Linked DNA regions of Gasterosteus aculeatus: region 1 is linked to region 2. The links are chromatin contacts, called in public Hi-C maps. All regions are on one chromosome and are shown on one strand. Each heading gives the region's core, a stretch centred on a gene start, on an enhancer-like site or on the middle of the called end of the contact. The rest is flanking DNA. Distances are from core to core; before and after follow the strand shown.

The links. A called contact is a pair of places that touch in the nucleus more often than the background predicts.
Region 1: a contact with region 2 is called in a Hi-C map of whole body, with 4 times the contacts expected there. The contact joins the promoter of LOC120810964 here to the enhancer-like site in region 2. A contact is called at or near these places in 6 of 6 Hi-C or Micro-C datasets (blood and trunk muscle, liver, skeletal muscle and 2 more).

The regions. Positions count from the first base shown.
Region 1 is chr20:15,626,430-15,629,499 of fGasAcu3.hap1.1, reverse strand. It overlaps LOC120810964 (zinc finger protein 236), which reads right to left and starts at 1,489. Exons shown (of 30, transcript XM_078095350.1): 1 at 1,339-1,489. The coding sequence starts at 1,390.
Region 2 is chr20:15,583,191-15,585,944 of fGasAcu3.hap1.1, reverse strand. It overlaps znf516 (zinc finger protein 516), which reads left to right. Exons shown (of 6, transcript XM_078095357.1): 3 at 2,301-2,754. Among protein-coding and RNA genes, the nearest start is that of znf516, 27 kb to the left of the region's middle. Within about 2 kb of position 1,299, at least 4 of the 9 cell types and tissues checked have open chromatin away from gene starts, as enhancers often do.

The sequences.
Region 1 (3,070 bases), core at 240-2,739, 43 kb before region 2:
ACCATCATGTGAAAATCCTCACTCAGAAACTTAAACACACACACATAGTAAACGTACTATGTGTCACATAATCCCAAGGATCTTTTTTTTATTTCACCATTTAAAGTTTTTCTTTAGTAAGATTGATATTTTCTGTTGACTCAATCAATACAAACAATGTTTGACCTAGTTGAGTTGTGGAGAGAGCTTTTTAGCATTTATAATTGTATTTATATATATATGTGTGTGTGTGTTTGTGATTTATGGGTATTAATTTGAGACAGTCGTCCACTGTATTCTACAAATACATTCACAATACTCGATCACCCCTTGAAACGAGGCATGTTTGTGATCATAATGGAGGTCTGCTCGTAAAAATAACCCAGTTTCTAAAGCATCCTCCATCTGTCTCTGTCTAAAACAAAACCTGTGCGTATTTGGCTTAACTCTCTCGGAGCGCAACCACTCTGGTGGATTTGCAGGATTTAACGTTAGTTTTTAAAAGTACAGTGCTTGACTGTGAACATGTTGGGGGGGCTTTTAGCAACTATTGAATCAATCAATAGCTTGGTTGCGTCACGCCCATCACGGCTGTCAGTCACAGCCATTCATTATGTTACGTTACATAAAAGGAAATAAACACGCTGCTGCGTCGCTAACGCCAATGTGATGATAATTCGTCCTGTGTGACTAACGTTAGCTTAGCTCACATCGAGCAGCAGAACCAGCTGGTTAACATGCTGTTTGCGTTAACGTTCCCCGACCGGCGTATCACAACAGCTAACGCCAAGTGTTGTATTCCGATGCTGACAACAAAATGCCAGCACACGGACGGGACATGTCAACGTGTGTCAAGTGTCGTGTCACTACGTGAATGCGAGAAGATGCTCCGAACACGACGGGACCAACGCAGGCGTCCGCACCGCCTCGCCGGTGACATGCCTCGCGGAATCAAAACAACAACTGTAAAACATGTAGCGTGTTAGCCTCGACGCTAGTGGTAGCGAAGCAAGCTAGTTAGCAGCGTCGAGCTAACGGCAAATAACATAAACGAATATTAAGAGTAAAAGCCGTATGTTGAGTAACGCTAAACGAGACCGCGGTGGTTTCTTTCGCGGACACCAATTTAGACTGGAAGCCAATAAGAAGAGCCACCGAAACGTTATTAATATCATTCCGCCTCAATCACTCCTTCGCCGCACAAAGCAAAGCCCACCCGCAATACTATATCCGGGGACTATATACACTACGTTGAAGTGTTATTATACAAGATACAGAGATGGTAGACCTAATAATAGCAGGTTATTTGGATAGCTCACATTCTGTATTTTTTATTCGTGGAATTTTGGTACTTGTTACCTGTTTCGTCGTTGCTTATAACTCTCAGTTTGCGAGGCCGGCCCCGCGGCATAGTTCCAGTACTCAGGGCGGGTGTGCTGTGAACGGTTTGCTTTTCAAAATGGCGACTCGGTCATCGGTAGACAGCATCGTCCCCGTGAAGACGCACAGCTGCGCGGAGGAGGGAGACATCTACCGTCCGGTTCATTGTGCCCGCATCTTTGAACAAAGTAGTTTTGTTCAAACTACTGATTTAGAATGTGTCAAATGCATTTGATATGAATTATTATTTATGTTGGTGGTGTGGTTTAATTGAAGTAGGCTAAATTAACTTTTTGTTGTTGTAAAATATATAATTATATATAATATAATATAATTAATTACAAGGAATAACCTACTGATTTACTATGTATACATGTTTTAAATGTTTTTTTTTTAATGTTTTTTTACAGTGAATGCTGTTTTAGCTGTAGGCCTACTAGGTAGAGAATAGGCCTGAGCAGATTGTTTGGCATATTCTTTGCACTTAGAACTCATCGTTTCAGTAATTTTTGTATTTTTAACAGGATAATATTGTGTCAGTAGCTTCCTTGTCTACCACACATGAAAAAGTACCCATATTCCTCAATAATTTTATGTTTAAGGAGAGATAATATTGAATTTTGCCCCGTAACACTCTTATCAGCAGTATATAAACTGTCACAAATGACTTCATGGATACAATAAGGAAAGTTATTTGAACAACAGTGTTTATATAGGATAACTGTTACTATTCATCTTTTTATATCTTGCTTGTTTCACATCCTCTGCCACCTCTTCCAGCACACAAACACAAACACTCTTACTTAGTTTAATGAGTCTTATTTGTTGATAACACTTATATTAACTAACATGTTAATATTACTAGGCAGAGAATAACTTATCCTGAGTATCAGAAACACATTGCAAGGGGAATATTAATAGAAAGTGGTTCTACATATATGATAGAAATACCAGATATGAATTTTACTTTAGATTACGGTGACTCATTATGTAGACAACCTATAAATTCATTACTGTTTAGTAATGATACAATAGCAAATAAAAAAATGCCATGAAATCCAGTATGACAAGGTGAATATAAACTCACCAATTACATAGTTACAGCCACAACTGAGTGCCGTGCACAATTGATTTTTTCAAGACATTATGAGGCACGTTGTAAAACAACATTACAATCCACTCACACCAGCAGAGGGAGGCAATGAGTTATGAACGGCTCTGGTCGTTTATGGGCCAATAATCCTGAAGATGACAATAAACTGACTGTGTTAGTGCTCCTGTTTATGATTGTGTACCTGGTCGAAGCAACAGGAGCGACTGTGTGTCTCACTCACATGTCCTGTGGATCTGAATGAGTTAAGGACTTCCAACCGAGTGATATGCGTTTAATATCTTACCTCACACTTGAAAGTGCTCTTAGCTTCCAAGAGAAAAACAGACAGGAAGCTCACACGCCCCCACACAAGATGGTTTAAGTCACATTCATGACTGGAGCCACACCCCATTTTAAATCCATGGTTTGTCCGCAATCTCTTGTTGGTATTGATAACATCCCCATACATTGACAATGAAAGGAAGTTAAGGGAATGTATGTTTTCAATTGACACAAATATAGAATACAGACCATCGGGGAGTTTATGGATGTGTGCTAAAACAAAAGAAGAATGGGAGGGTACGCTGTACCTTTTAAATCTTGGTGACCAAACGTTAA
Region 2 (2,754 bases), core at 50-2,549:
ATACTAATACTCAAATATGGGCAAATCAACTTTAAAGGCCATTGAAAAATGTCAGTGCAATAAGTTTGTATGGCAGAGCAATAAAGCTCACAGTTAAGTGAAAGTGAGTGCCTTTCAGTGGCATGTCAGCAGAGAAGAGGGCATTTTTGGAATGCCTATCATTTTTTTCACCTCCACAACCAATAAACACCGCAGAGCAGAAAAAGAAAGCCTACCCATGCAAGGGCAAAACACCCACAATCACAGCTAAAATAAGTTAAAGCACTCAGGCTTTCGTCTTTCATCTTTCACATTCACTAAAAACACATTTTGGACAAGGTCGGATTGGGGATGGCTAAGAATTGTAGAGATTGCCTCAATTCCTCCCTCTTAGTACAGCCATTCAAAAATAGCAGCCAGATTTCTTCAGGCCTGATCGAGCTGTGCGCTATTTCAGGTCTTCCTGTCTCAGGAAACTCCCCTCACCCCCCTTATCTGTGCGTGAATATGTCTTTTGCTCTCCTTTTTATGTCATGGCCGTGAAAGTCTTGTCTGCATGTTTCCTTTTTTACTCTTTGCGGTTCTCTTTGCTTGTTTATTATATAACAGCCAGTAATGTGATATTTATTTTTTATTTGTTGTGCAGTATTACAATAGTGCTGTACTTCACTCCTGTGTGGTCAACTTGTAATAACACATATACTGTACGTTATTCACTCTCTCCCAACCCACATGCACCCTGGTGTCTGCTTTCAGAAATTGCATTTGGGACAAAGGGTCTTTTTAGCTCAACTGACAGATATATACAGATGTATAGAAAGGCGTTGTAAAATGGGATATGATTTATTTTGGTTTTTATATTCGTGACAAAGACGGCCTACGTGAAAGCTTTAAAGAATTCAGCAAGATGGCTTCTGGCCACCGGCCCACCCTTTTCTCCCTGTCCCCCTCCTGAGTTTTTTGTAATCTCTAAGGTTACCTCCTGTGACACTTCCCCTGCCACTCATCCACTCTTCTTACCATTGAGCCGGCCGGGCTACCCGATGTCTGAGGGATTGGTTATTTATAGAGTCACCTCCCGATGGTACAGGGAGGCAGGCCATTGGGAAAGAGACACTCAGAGGACGCTCTATGTGTCGAGCTACTAATGATCAGGTTATTCCATTCTTTGACTTTAACTTGTCAATATTTAAATAATACAGGGCTGACATCGGCCTGATAAATGGGCCTAACCTTAACTACCCCCCCCCCCCCCACTACAACTGCGCAGCACCAGGGCTTCACCTTGGCAGCGTTTGAGCTGTGTGTGTTGGCTTGTGCTGCCAACAGGAAGCCAAATGAAAAACAGATGGCATGTTACGGGTGCTATTGTGAACAGGAGGAGGGGTAGTGGCGAGTATCATAATGTGATACTTACAGAATCAGATCGGTTGGAGCGTGTGCATGTATGTGTGGACCCAGACTAAGGCTAATTTGAGGATTCATGTTTAAAGAAAACAACTTTGATTTTTAAACTTGAGGATATTCATCTTTTATCGGATTTCACGTTTAATAAAATATCACACTCACTATGAATACCACGTCTTCAATTAGCACAATGTCTATTTCTAATTTTTTTTCTGTATTCTTTTAATTTCTGAAATCAAACAGAGATTTGAAGTTTCCCAGTCACAGCAGTTAAATTCCCTTAAAGAAAAGGTGGTCACACACGCCATCTTGTGGGGAATTCATAGAGCTTCACTTTGGTAATCAGGAACCAATATGAGTAAACAATAATGCAACGAATTCTTTAAAATTAACAACAAAATAAGTAATTGCTTTATGACATCCCATTTGTTTAATTTGTCAAAATGTGTTGATTTTACTCCACTGTGCTGTTTAATATCATGGTGTAATTGTCTCACACCATATGGACCATAATACATTCCCAACAATTACCATAGTGATGGATCAACAACTCTGAGACGGATTTAACATGTGAACATAACAACCTTCACAGCAGCACCAACTACTGCAGCATCATTATGAACCAATATAAAATACTTAAAACAATCAAATGATGGTGAACAATTATGCATTGTTTATAGTTCTGTTGGTATGTTTATTGTGCTTGTAATAGTAGAAGTTATTTCAAGATACATTGACATGTAAAAGAAAAGGAGGAGATCTGGGAATGCTGAACAATGCTGCGGCCTGCTGGCTGTTCAGCAAACCTGCATCCGGATGCAACAATCTGAATCTGGCAGCACAGATTAGAGTATAATCTAGATCGTTCCCTTTGAAGTCATTGACCTTCCTTTTCTCCCCCCCTGTCCTTACAGATGAGAAGCCTTACATCTGCAGCCCTTGTGATTTTGTCACCTCGGATCTGCAGGCCTATTTGACCCATGATCGTGTCAAACACCCGGCTGCCCCCCGAGCTAGACCCGGCCCCCTTCCCAGCCCCAGCTCGGACAGAGGCACGCCGGGTGGGTATCCTAAACTGAAGAGAGCTCTTCTACAGGGGCTGAGCAACTCTGCAGCCCCCCCTGCTTACCTTTCGTCTCGATCCTCCCCGCCCAATCCCAACCTGACGCCTGTGGATCTGTGCGTGAGGGCTGAGGGCTGCAGGGCCGTAGCCTCCCTGACCCAGGACAGTCAGAGCCTCCCCAGCCACAAGTGCTCCTTCTGCTCCCACTCCACCCGCTACCCGGAGGTGCTCTGGATGCACCAGACGGTGGCTCACCGCATCAACAGCAGCAGCTCCAACCTCGCTCCAAAATGGGCCCTGAAAAG